Linked DNA regions of Mus musculus: regions 1 and 3 are each linked to region 2. A link is a contact called in public promoter capture Hi-C data. All regions are on one chromosome and are shown on one strand. The core of a region is the stretch at or near the end of the contact, and the rest is flanking DNA. Distances in the headings are between cores, read along the strand shown. Region 1 holds the start of A930007I19Rik (RIKEN cDNA A930007I19 gene). Region 2 holds the start of Il33 (interleukin 33). Region 3 holds the start of Ermp1 (endoplasmic reticulum metallopeptidase 1).

Region 1 (3,515 bases), core at 419-2,918, 400 kb after region 2:
AAAACCGGACGGGGGCTAGCCCATTCACCCCTTACTTTTTCAAGTTAATTCTCTTATCTACTCGGAACTCAAGGCACGGGAGGAAAAAAAAAAAAAAGCCAGGCTGAAAGCAAAGAATTCTGACCCCATGCTCTTTCTAAGCCTGGAAATAATAATTTCCAGGTGCGGCGCGGACAGACGTGAGCTCCCCGACTCTCCAACCATCCCAGCAGAGCTCTCCAGAGTCCAAGAGCAGCCAAGAAAAGGACTGGAGTCCGTGATGTGTGGGGGAGACCCGGAGCTAAAGTTACCAGATATCTACACTCAAACCCAACAAGTCTTTAAGTTTTCAGAAATCAATTACCACAGGACTGTAAATTCTGACACTTGGTAAAGACCAACAGGCTTTCCGGAACTCCACTAAACAACAACCTTTAAAGCAGGGGTGGGGGGTGGGGGAGCGGGGACGCCACAGCTGCCGGAGTGCTGGGGGACGCTCCAACAGATTGGCTCGGCGGCAATGGGGGCAGAGAGGCAGGCAAGTCTGGGCTCCGCCAGGGAGCTCCAGGCCTGGCGCGCGGCTGTGGGTGCCACGCGGGGACTGGGGTGCAGTGGAGACTGTCCGCGCGCGGCTCCAACTCGAGAGCGAGGGTCGCTCGGGGTAAGTCGGGACCGGCTGGGGTCGCTCGGGGGTAGTTAGTTGGGACGGGACCGCCGTCGCTCCCTCGGAGGGAGTCGGGACTGGCCGGGGTCGCTCGGGGGAAGTCGGGACCGGTCCGGGGTCGCTCGGCGGCAGTCGCGCCAGTTCCAGGGTCACTATAGGGAGGGTGATCAGGATGGTTCTGGGTTCGCCCGGGGTTAGTTGGGACCGGACGGTGGTCGTTCGGAGGGAGTCGGGACGGGGCCAGGGTCGCTCGGGGAGAATCGGGACTAGATCCGGGCCTCTCTGGGGAAGTCGGGACCGGACAGGGGCCGCTCGGGGGAAGTCGGGACGCCGGCGCCTACTTACTCGGCTGTACCAGATGCTGAGGCGGGCCGGGGCCAGCACGGCGAAGAACGCTCTCCGAGGGTCAGACTGGACGTGGAGCGGCGCCTCGGCCGGGCTCCGCGGCGCGCAGAGCAGCCTCTTGGGCCAGCCGCTCAGGAAATACATGGTCCGCGCGCGGCCCCGACAGCCCCCCGGCGGCCCCGGCCGTGTCTGTCACGCTCGGCGGCCCCGGGCCAGGCGCCCACCTCCCACACCGCCACCGGCCGAGTCGGCGGCGGCGACAGCGGCAACTCGGGGCATCTGCCCGGGGGCCGGGCCGGGCCGGGCCGACGCGATGCTGCGCGACGCAGTCTGGGACGCTGACCGGCCGAGGGTGGGGGAGGCGGGCGGCCAGTGGGCCCGCGGCGGGAGGAGCCGAGGCCGGCCCGCCCCGCTCGCCGCTCGCGTCAGCACGCCGCACGGCGCGGGGAGGCTCCGCCCGGCTCCCTCGGACCGCCCCGCGTCAGAACGCAGGCCGCGGGGCAGGACGTCGAGGGCTCGGGACGCCTTGCTGGCTGGCGACCTGGCGCGTGGAGCTGGGGACCGGGATGAGGCGACAGGCTCAGTCAGTGACAATCGGAGCGGCCGGGCCCACTTGCACGATCCCTGGATTGGCGCGACCTCCGGGGTTGAAGGGGGCGGGGCGAGCGGAGCGCGCGTCACGTGACTCCCGGGCTGCGCTTGGAGCTGGGTCTCTGCGACTCCAAGGCTTGGGGTTCGAGTCTGTACCCACAAATCCTTTGTGTGCTGCGGTTTAAAGTGAGAGCTGGTGATGTCCCTGGCCGTACAGAGCTTACATTCTAGGCAGGCTCTTTATTCAGTCACTAAAGTGCTTCAGTCTTGTCTGCCTGTTTAGTTATTAATGCTAGGCGAAGCCAGATGGGGTCTTTTGCAGCCCCAGTAAACTGTTCAGGAAAAGAAATGGACTTAGGTTTTGTGTTGATCCAGACTGGAGATACCGTATTGATGTTTTTAATTTGGGGGTTGGGAGGAATGAAGGGGTGCTCAACTTTTGGACCTGGAACCTTAAAAATAGCTGCAGCTTTTTGTAACTCTTTCAAAGTTTAAAAGTAACAACAAAGTAACAATCCGGATTTTAATAACAATGTAACTTTCCGTAATTGTTCTAACGCTTGCTTTTCGAAGACGTTGACTAAAGTCCCAGCTCACTAGCCTTTTGTTTCCAGAGGATCTCCTAGAATCTCTGTCCTGGTGTGTCCCACAGGCCAACACAGCATTCCTGGGATATTTTAAGCAGAGCAGACCTGAAAACTATTTTTCAGATTTTCATCTGTGTGGACGGAATCTTGATGATCCGAGTTACACCCGCTGGATAAATCAAGAGGTCCAGAGAGGTCTCTGCCTTGCCAATATAAAATCATAGAAGAACTTCGTTGTCTAGTACTTTTCAGACAGAGTTGTACACGTGGCAGAGGAAGTGAAAATGTGCTGCAATTCCATTGAGAATGTTTGCTCTACCTCTACTTCAGTGTGTTCATGTGCCTCACCAGTGTGTCTGCAATCATGGGCAGTGTAGATGTTTCTAAGTAATTTTTAATTGTTTTTTTTTTTGACCTCACTTACTGGTGAGCTTCTGGGTGGGATTCTCCTCCTGTGATCTTTTGTAGCAGCTAAGGTCTACAAAAAAATTAAGAGGATGCTTTGATTTAATTCCACAGAAAACCACAGATGATGGTGCTGGATCATCGCTAGTTAAAGTGCTGGATATGCCCAAGGTCACATGGCCTAAGAAAAACTGCTCTCCCTTCCAAGGACCCAGCAGTCTTTAGACCAGCTCAAGGTGAAGTGTGAGAGTGGCCTGAACATGGACAGGAGGAGGAGACCCTCTGGTCCTTTCTCACTTGGGAGTGATGGGTAAAATATCTCACTGTAAATCTCCCTAAGTGTTACCCACTGTGACTGAAACGTTATATAATATAGACCGACCTGAGGTTCAAAGATCATACTTTAACATTGTGAAATGTGCTAACAATTCCAGTGCTCAAATCTTCTGTCCCCCCGTACCCCCCCCCCATCACCACTTTCTCCCTCCATCACCACTCCAGCCAAACTCTCTGGATGACTTTGAACCTCACGTAAACTGGTAAAAGTAGGTACATATTTGGTTCTATCAGACTTAACTTTTTTATTACAAGAGTACTCTTGATCAGGGTGCATGGAAACAAGTACCTCTATAAACCATGTATTGGAGGATAAGTTGATACAATTTCTATAAAGACTAGTGCCATTATGTGGTCTATGCATGGAGAAAGAGACAGATATCCAGACCCTCCTATATTATTTTGTAAGGAGACACAGAGTTTTAGCCTTAAATCATACCTCATAAGCCAGGCATGATGGATACCTATTGTATTTGGCTATTCTTGGTAGCCGGCTTGACTACATCGGGAACCAAAGTGGCTAGGTACACATGTGAGGGATTTTGGTTTTGTTTATGAATTAAGTCATTGGCAGTGGGAAGAAGACACACTTCTAATCTCAATGTTCT
Region 2 (3,490 bases), core at 7-2,506:
GCATGGGAGATCCCAGAACCTCTCAGAGAAGAACGGAGAAAACGTGAAACTTGAGCCAGGCGGGCGGGCAACAGTGCAAGCTACGCAGGCATGCTTAACTGTTTAAGGATACTCTTCCTGTGTGACAAGGCTCAGGGGCCCCTAACTCTGAGAAACCAGAGGATGCTGAGATGTTTGGAACACAGAGCTGTGTGTCATCCGGGAGGAAATCAGAAGAGGAGCAACAAGGATTTGAAAGACAAAAGTGAAAAACAGTTTTCCGGGATGCTGGACCCAGTGGTGGACCACAGTAGCAAGCAAGGATGACTTGAGGAAGCAGACACAGGTGGAAAGCAGACTGGGAAGACAGACAGCCAGATGCAGTCTCTGGCTCCTGCGTGACCACAGTATAAGGTATTTCATGCTGTGTTCTTTACTAAAATATCTGAAGCACATGCATGCAGTTAGAGTAGTGGGTCTCAATCAGTGGATGGAGACCCCATTGGGAGTCACAGGGATTTATATCAGATATCCTGCATATCAGATATCCTGCATATCAGATATCCTGCATATCAGATATCCTGCATTTCAGATGTTTACATTACCACTCATAACAGTAGCAAAACTTTCGGTTATGAAGTAGCAATGAAATAATTTTCTGGTCTAGGGTCACCAGCGCATGAAGATCTATTGAAGAGTCACAGCATTAGGAAGGTTGAGAACCACTGACATACAGAGGAGAGGAAAATATGAGGAAGAAAAATTGCCAGGAGCATAAAGGACCAGCAGCCTTCAGAACAAAGTTTCTCAAGTGAATAGAATCACAATTGAGTTTTAAAATTTTTTTTATCCATTTAGACAGTTGATTCCTTATTTTTTCCAGAAATGCTCTGTACTCAGTTCTTCTGTGTCCCTTTTTTTACTGACAGCCACTTGCAGAGAGTTGCTGAGCATTAACGGAGGAAGTCAGATTACCATCTTGCTTTGTAAAGTTTCACGGCGGTGTAGATTTAAAGGCTAACACTGTCTACATCATGCAATTTATTAATAATTTTAAACATCACCCAGATGAAAGCAAATGTCATCATGAGTTAGTAGCAATGACAACAAACCAGCCTAGTGATTTATTTCTCAGAAATAAGAAGGGAGGGGTGCTCCACAGGTCCTAAGATTTTTTTTCTTTGCAAAACCCACTAGACATTTCCCTCGGTTTTGGTCTCAGTCTTACCTCGATGATTCTGCCGTGATTTCTCCCTTCTGCAGCTGCAGTTCCTCTTCCTCGCAGAGCGCCTTGGGCTTTTTATTCCCCAGAACTTGGCAGAGAACCAAACAGTCTAGGAAGAGAGCTGTGGGAGGCAGGATCGGGGCCAACTTTTCTCACTTCTTTGCAATAAGCTAATAGCATTCCTGCCAATGTTACTGTTATCGTTCTGTAAACATCTAAGACTGATTTATGCCTCCCCTCTACCTTTCCTTTATATCTTGATTTTTTATGTGTGTTGGGGGTGAGTGGTAGTGAAGGATGAGGTCTTGCTATGTAGCCTAGGCTGGCCTCTTAATTCATGATCTTCTTGCCTTAGCCTCCAGGGCTGGGGCTGCCGTCTGTTGACACCTGACAGGGCTGGTCAGCGCACCTGTTCTCCTCCTCTGTCTTGGTTGTAAATTTTAACTTCCAAATGATGGATTTTGTGGCCCCTTTCCTCCCAGACTCATAGCAGAATTAGCTCACATACAGCCCTCCCCCATCGTCATGTCCCAGCTCCTCTGCCCCTCACCTTCACAGTTGGGCTCATGGTAAGTTAAACTCCCAAGCCTGACCTTCAGCATTCCTTTATGGACAGTCTTCTGGTTTTTTATTTCACTTTCACCCCTGGCTTATTTTGCAACCTTCATGAAGATGTCACTTTTTTTTTCTTTCAATTTCTTTTATAATAAAATCGTTCCCTGTGGCACATCAGAAATAGGGAGCTTATCTACAGATAGAAACTCTCAGAGCTCCATGTACCTCAACATAGCTGACCTGCCTCCCTACTCTGACCACAGAACAATTAACCTACTAAATGATTGATGATGATAAAGGAAAGGAAACACTAGTGGTTTGAAGAGTCCACATGAGGAAATAAGAAACAAAAATCCTTTAGGAGAACTAGACTAAGGTACTTCATATGATGTAAAGTCACCACCAGGACAATAAAAATCTGTAGTTCCCACATAGACCAAACAAGGTAGCTTGAAGAAAAAAAAATAATAAAGACATGCTTCTAGGGATAAGTAGCATTTGCCTTCTTGCATAGAAACTTCATTGCAACAAGACTGATGTGGAGTTGAAACAGAGCCAACTTCCTTGCCCTTTCCAAAGGACCAATGCTCCTTCCCCTTAGCCACTAAGCAGCATCAGAAACAGATCCCTAGAGACAGGCAGCCAGAGCCAGACTGGATGGACTCGGGGGAATGTGCACTGTACGGTGGCAAGTGGAGGGCGGCATGTCTTAAGAGAGGAACAGGAATACCTGTCGAGATGTGATTGGGTTGAGAGAACAGAGCGGGGAGAAGCTAAGAGACAGATTGAGGCCATTCACAGAGTGACTACCCTCCCCACGTGGTAGGAAGAGTAAGTTACATGTCCCATAACTCAATTTTAAAATGAAAATGTCAGTGCGCTTGCGACAATCCTTTTTTTTTTCAGTAGTATGGATTATTTTTTTATTAGATATTTTCTTTATTTACATTTTAAATGTTATCCTCTTTCCTAGTTTCCCTTCTGAAAATCCCCTATCCCCTTTCCCTGCTCCCCAATCCACCCACTCCCATTCCTGGCCCTGGCATTCCCCTATACTGGGGCATAGAACCTTCACAGGACCAAGGGCCTCTCCTCCCATTGATGACCGACTAGGCCATTCTCTGCTACATATGCAGCTAGAGTCACAAATCCCTTCGTGTGTTTTCTTTGGTTGGTGGTTTAGTCCCAAGGAGCTCTGGGGGTACTGGTTAGTTCATATTGATGTTCCTCCTATGGGGCTGCAAACCCCTTCAGCTCCTTGGGTCCTTTCTCTAGCTCCTTCATTGGGGACCCTGTGCTCCATCTGATGGATGACTGTGGCTTGCTTCAATACTTAAGCAAACGGTTAGTGAAATCTTCTCCAGTTTGCCCACCAATGAACAGTGGAAATGATATAGAGAGAATAGAAGTGGCTCCTGGGCGGGGTTCTCTCAGTAACCGTTATTCACCAGGCAGGCTTCAGCCTACTGAATCATGCGCTAGTGAGTAGAAAAAAACCCCTGACCGTCAGACAGTTACCCATCTGGGGACGTCATCATTCCCAACCTCTTTGCTCATTCACTCTGTGCTGTGACAAAGAACATAACTAGGAAAGGAAGTGTGGTCTGCCAAGTGAATGGGGTCAAGGCCACTGATGAGCCCAGCATTTGCCTTGTGGGAGTCACGGACATGGCTCACTGTCCCTCTCTTAGTTCTCCATGTTAGTGCCCACAAAGATAATCCATAAGCCAC
Region 3 (3,886 bases), core at 160-2,659, 280 kb after region 2:
GATAACTCTAGCTTGTGTGTCAAGTTGATAGAAGACTAGCCAGCACAATTGTGTTTATATGATGTGTTTGCAAGTGTGTTTGTATGAATTGTGTGTTTGTATTTGAACACTCGTGTGTGCTTAGGTCAGTAGACACCTTGTGGGAGCTGGTGTTCTCCTTCCACCATGGGCCTAGTAGGGAAATGAAAGGTTGTCAGGCCTTGGGGGAAATCAGGGATGGACACATTTATCTTCTGATCCATCTTGTTAGTTCAAGAATATCTCTTCGGGAGCTAGAGAAAGTACCCAAGGAGCTGAAGGGGTCTGCAACCCTATAGAAGGATCAACAATATGAACTAACCAGTACACCCCAGAACTGTGTCTTTAGTTGCAGATGTAGCAGAGGATGGCCTAGTTGGCCATCATTGGGAGGAGAGGCCGTTGGTCTTGCAAAGATCATATGCCCCAGTACAGGGGAATGTCAGGGCCACGAAGCAGGAGTGAGTGGGTTGTGGAACAGGGCAGGAGGAGGGTATAGGGGACTTTCGGGATAGCATTTGAAATGTAAATGAGGAAAATATCTAATAAAAAATGAAATATCTAATAAAAAAGAATATTTCTTCGGAACCTTTGTTTTTAGAGTGCCCTGTGTGTCCGCGGAACAGAGCAGAAGGCTGTCTTGGGATCCCATTTGTCCTTCATTTGCTGTCTTTATGTTCTTCAATATTAAATAGGAATGAAAATATTTTCTTTTCAAAGTCTGTACTTAGCACACTGCTTGACTCAGCAGCTATTCATTAAATTATAGGTATTGTTATCTGTTAAATGAAAACAGCACTAGCCCTGGTAATTGGGGTTCTGTGTCTCCCTACTTCCTTCCCTGCCTCCTCTAGCTGCTCACCTTTGTAGCCCTGGTTGGCCTGGAACTCTCTACGTAGACCAGGCAGGCCTCTAATTTGTGTAAATCCTGAGTGCTGGGATTACAAATGCTTTTTTTTTTTTTTCCAAAAAAATTTTTTTTAAAAGACAGGATCTTTGTTATGTATTCCACTCTAGGCACAAAATAGGGATCCTCCTGTGGCCATCCTTCCTAGTGCCAGGATTACACCTTTGTCCAGTCCTGGTTGTGAAGTCTTACTTATTGATTTGGTAGGCAGAATCCTCCTTTTCCCAGTATTCATCAGCCCAGCGCAGGATAAATGCCTCGTGTATTCTGTTAAAGCGGCCTTGCACTTCTCTCTTGCTTAGGGCTGCTCATTTCTAGGTTTATGGGTGTTTTTCCCTTTGACAGTCTGCTGGCACCAGGCTGGGTGTCAGCCTGTGCCACCAAAGATCTCAGACTCAGGCACCAGGGAACAGCGAGGCGGACCAGCCAATCAGAAGAAATTTGGCCCTCTGCAGTTTCCGTCCGCTCACTAGGAGGCGCTGCGGAGGCCGCGGTGGCCCGGACTGTCGCAGGCTGGGGCGGTTGGTGGTGGCAGTTGCCGCCATGGAGTGGAGCTCGGAGTCAGCGGCTGTGCGGCGGCACCGCGGCACCGCGGAGCGTCGGGAGGGAGAGGCGGCCGCGTCGCACCGGCAGAGAGAGGCCTCAGCGCAGGAGGATGCGAAGGGCGTCGGGAGGATGTGGGGGAAGACGGAGAACGGCGGCGGGAGCCGGGTTGCGAAGACCGCGCTGTCCGAGGCGCGCACGGCGCTGGCGCTCGCACTCTACCTGCTCGCGCTGCGGGCGCTCGTGCAGCTCTCGCTGCAGCGGCTGGTGCTGAGCCGGACCTCGGGGCTCCAGGGCGAGTTCGACGCGCGCCAAGCCAGGTACGGCCGATCGGCCCGGCCGCGAGTCCTCTGCGGCCCCGGGGTGGGGGAGCGCCTGGTGGGTGAGTCCCGCGCGGGTGAGCCCGGCGCCACTGTGCCCCAGGCGGAGGAGGCCGGCGCTGCTGTATGCAGAGTCCCGGGGTCCTTGGGCGCACCTCGGTGGGAAGTGGGATGATCCTGCGCGTCCTCCGGGGGTCTGAATTGCGGGTACTCCGGGCTTCCTCGGCTCCCTCTTTCGCTTTCTTGGGGTGGCCAGATCGATTGAGTCTGCTTTCTCATCCACTCTCTTCCTCCTGCAGATGATTGGTTGTTCACACGCTTCATCATTCTCCTCTCTTTCTCGAGCAACTTCCACTTTTTACTTTGGTTAGTTCTCTGCATTTAAAATGAGATGGAGAGTGAGGTTTTTGTGCCAGGGCTGCATTACCAAGTCTTTCTGGGATGGTGTGGGAGAGGAGTAATGTAGTGCGTGCTAACCTTTCTAAGCACCACAGCCCTCATATCTGAAAGCTGTGGAAGGAGACTCAGAGTACATCCAGACAGAATTATGCCTGTAATTTCTGAAGGTCGCAGATGGTCTATGGCTCTTCTGTACTACGGATTGTATAGGGTTCAACATTTTTTATTTTATTTTATTTTTTATTTTTTTTAAATATTTATTTATTTATTATATGTAAGTACACTGCAGCTGTCTTCAGACACACCAGTCAGATCTCCTTAAGGATGGTTGTGAGCCACCATGTGGTTGCTGGGACTTGAACTCAGGACCTTCAGAAGAGCAGTCGGGTGCTCTTACCCACTGAGCCATCTCACCAGCCCCATTTTTTATTTTTTTTATTCTATTTATTTACTTGTTTATTTTTCGAGATAAGGTTTCTCTGTGTAGCCCTGGCTGGAACTCCCTCTGTAGACCAGGCTGGCCTCTAACTCACAGAAATCCTTCTGCCTTTATCTCCCAGGTGCTGGGATTAAAGACCTGCGCCTCCACTGCTGGCCAAGGGTTCAATTTTTTTTTAAATGACCTCAGGTGTATTTGAAAATATGAATTCTTTGATTCTGTAACTTGCATCTTAAATCAGATGAGTCCTTAAGCTAGTAGAAAGTTTTCAACTACTATTGTGTTTTAAAAGTTGCTTCTTTAGATGAGTTTTCTTAAGAGCTTTTTGGAAGGCACCCCCAGTCTCTCCTCCGGTCCCACCCATCCCTCATTGGAGTAGGGTTAATTTTGACCTGAACTGAAGTTATTAGGTTTGGTGTGTACAGCAAGAGGCTTGTGTTTATTGTTTATTCTTTTCAGAAGTTAATCATGCCTACTTGATGGCATTGCATGGCTATACAGATGGCTTCAGCCCCTTAGACCCAGTAAGGGACAATCCATAACTATCGGCTGGAGTCAGGCCAGTGAAGCTGTGTTGTCCTGCCTTCAGCACTCGTACATACTGAATAAGCCCTAGTCTTGGTGCTGATTTGGTATGGGTCAATGGAGAAAAGTGTGAAAGCATTAGTTCCTGGAACGCAGTATAAAATGATGAAGCTTCCAGATCATTTTCTTGAGATGTCTCTCTCTCTCTCTTTTTAAAGCACCTTCAGTTCCAGATCTCAAGAGTTAGAGGTGGAAGAGAGGCACAGTGATTTTCTTTTTCTTTCTGAGAAGTCAGAAGATCTGAACTTTCTGCGGTTGGAGGGAGGGAAGCACAGTGGGGAGTTGTTCCAAGCTGAGTTAGGCTTGTGCGTGTATGCCATCACCATCCTTCTGATTGTCTCCAGGGATTATCTGGAACACATAACGGCCATTGGCCCCAGGACTACAGGAAGCACAGAAAATGAAATTCTGACGGTACAGTACCTTTTGGAGCAGATCAAGCTGATAGAAGCACAAAGCAACAGCCTTCACAGCATCTCCGTAGATATACAGCGGCCCACCGGTTCCTTTAGCATTGACTTCTTGGGGGGCTTCACGAGCTACTATGACAACATTACTAATGTCGTGGTAAAGCTGGAGCCCCGGGATGGAGCCGAGTCTGCTATCCTGGCTAACTGTCACTTTGACTCAGTGGCAAATTCACCAGGTAGGTACTTGTATTTAGTCATTTAAAGT

Evidence for each region. Promoter capture Hi-C pulls out the DNA fragments that hold promoters and counts their contacts. Capture Hi-C pulls out chosen DNA fragments and counts their contacts.
Region 1: a contact with region 2 is called in a promoter capture Hi-C map of adipose tissue. A contact is called at or near these places in 1 of 130 datasets of targeted methods (pancreatic cancer cells) and 1 of 9 other capture datasets (adipose tissue).
Region 3: a promoter capture Hi-C map of liver shows a contact between it and region 2, with 3 times the contacts expected there. A contact is called at or near these places in 3 of 39 promoter capture datasets (the C10 cell line and liver), 4 of 130 datasets of targeted methods (the 230-238 cell line, the SCID.adh cell line, bone marrow-derived macrophages and 1 more) and 1 of 9 other capture datasets (adipose tissue).

The regions. Positions count from the first base shown.
Region 1 is chr19:29,520,140-29,523,654 of GRCm38.p6, reverse strand. A930007I19Rik (RIKEN cDNA A930007I19 gene) reads left to right here and starts at 1,668. Exons shown (of 4, transcript NR_015567.3): 1 at 1,668-1,765; 2 at 2,686-2,807. Ric1 (RAB6A GEF complex partner 1) reads right to left here and starts at 1,373. Exons shown (of 26, transcript NM_001081319.1): 1 at 989-1,373. The coding sequence starts at 1,132.
Region 2 is chr19:29,922,879-29,926,368 of GRCm38.p6, reverse strand. It overlaps Il33 (interleukin 33), which reads right to left and starts at 1,256. Exons shown (of 8, transcript NM_133775.3): 1 at 1,208-1,256. It overlaps Gm41832 (a long non-coding RNA gene), which reads left to right. Exons shown (of 5, transcript XR_877808.2): 1 at 1-393.
Region 3 is chr19:29,645,938-29,649,823 of GRCm38.p6, reverse strand. Ermp1 (endoplasmic reticulum metallopeptidase 1) reads left to right here and starts at 1,409. Exons shown (of 15, transcript NM_001081213.2): 1 at 1,409-1,788; 2 at 3,556-3,857. The coding sequence starts at 1,469.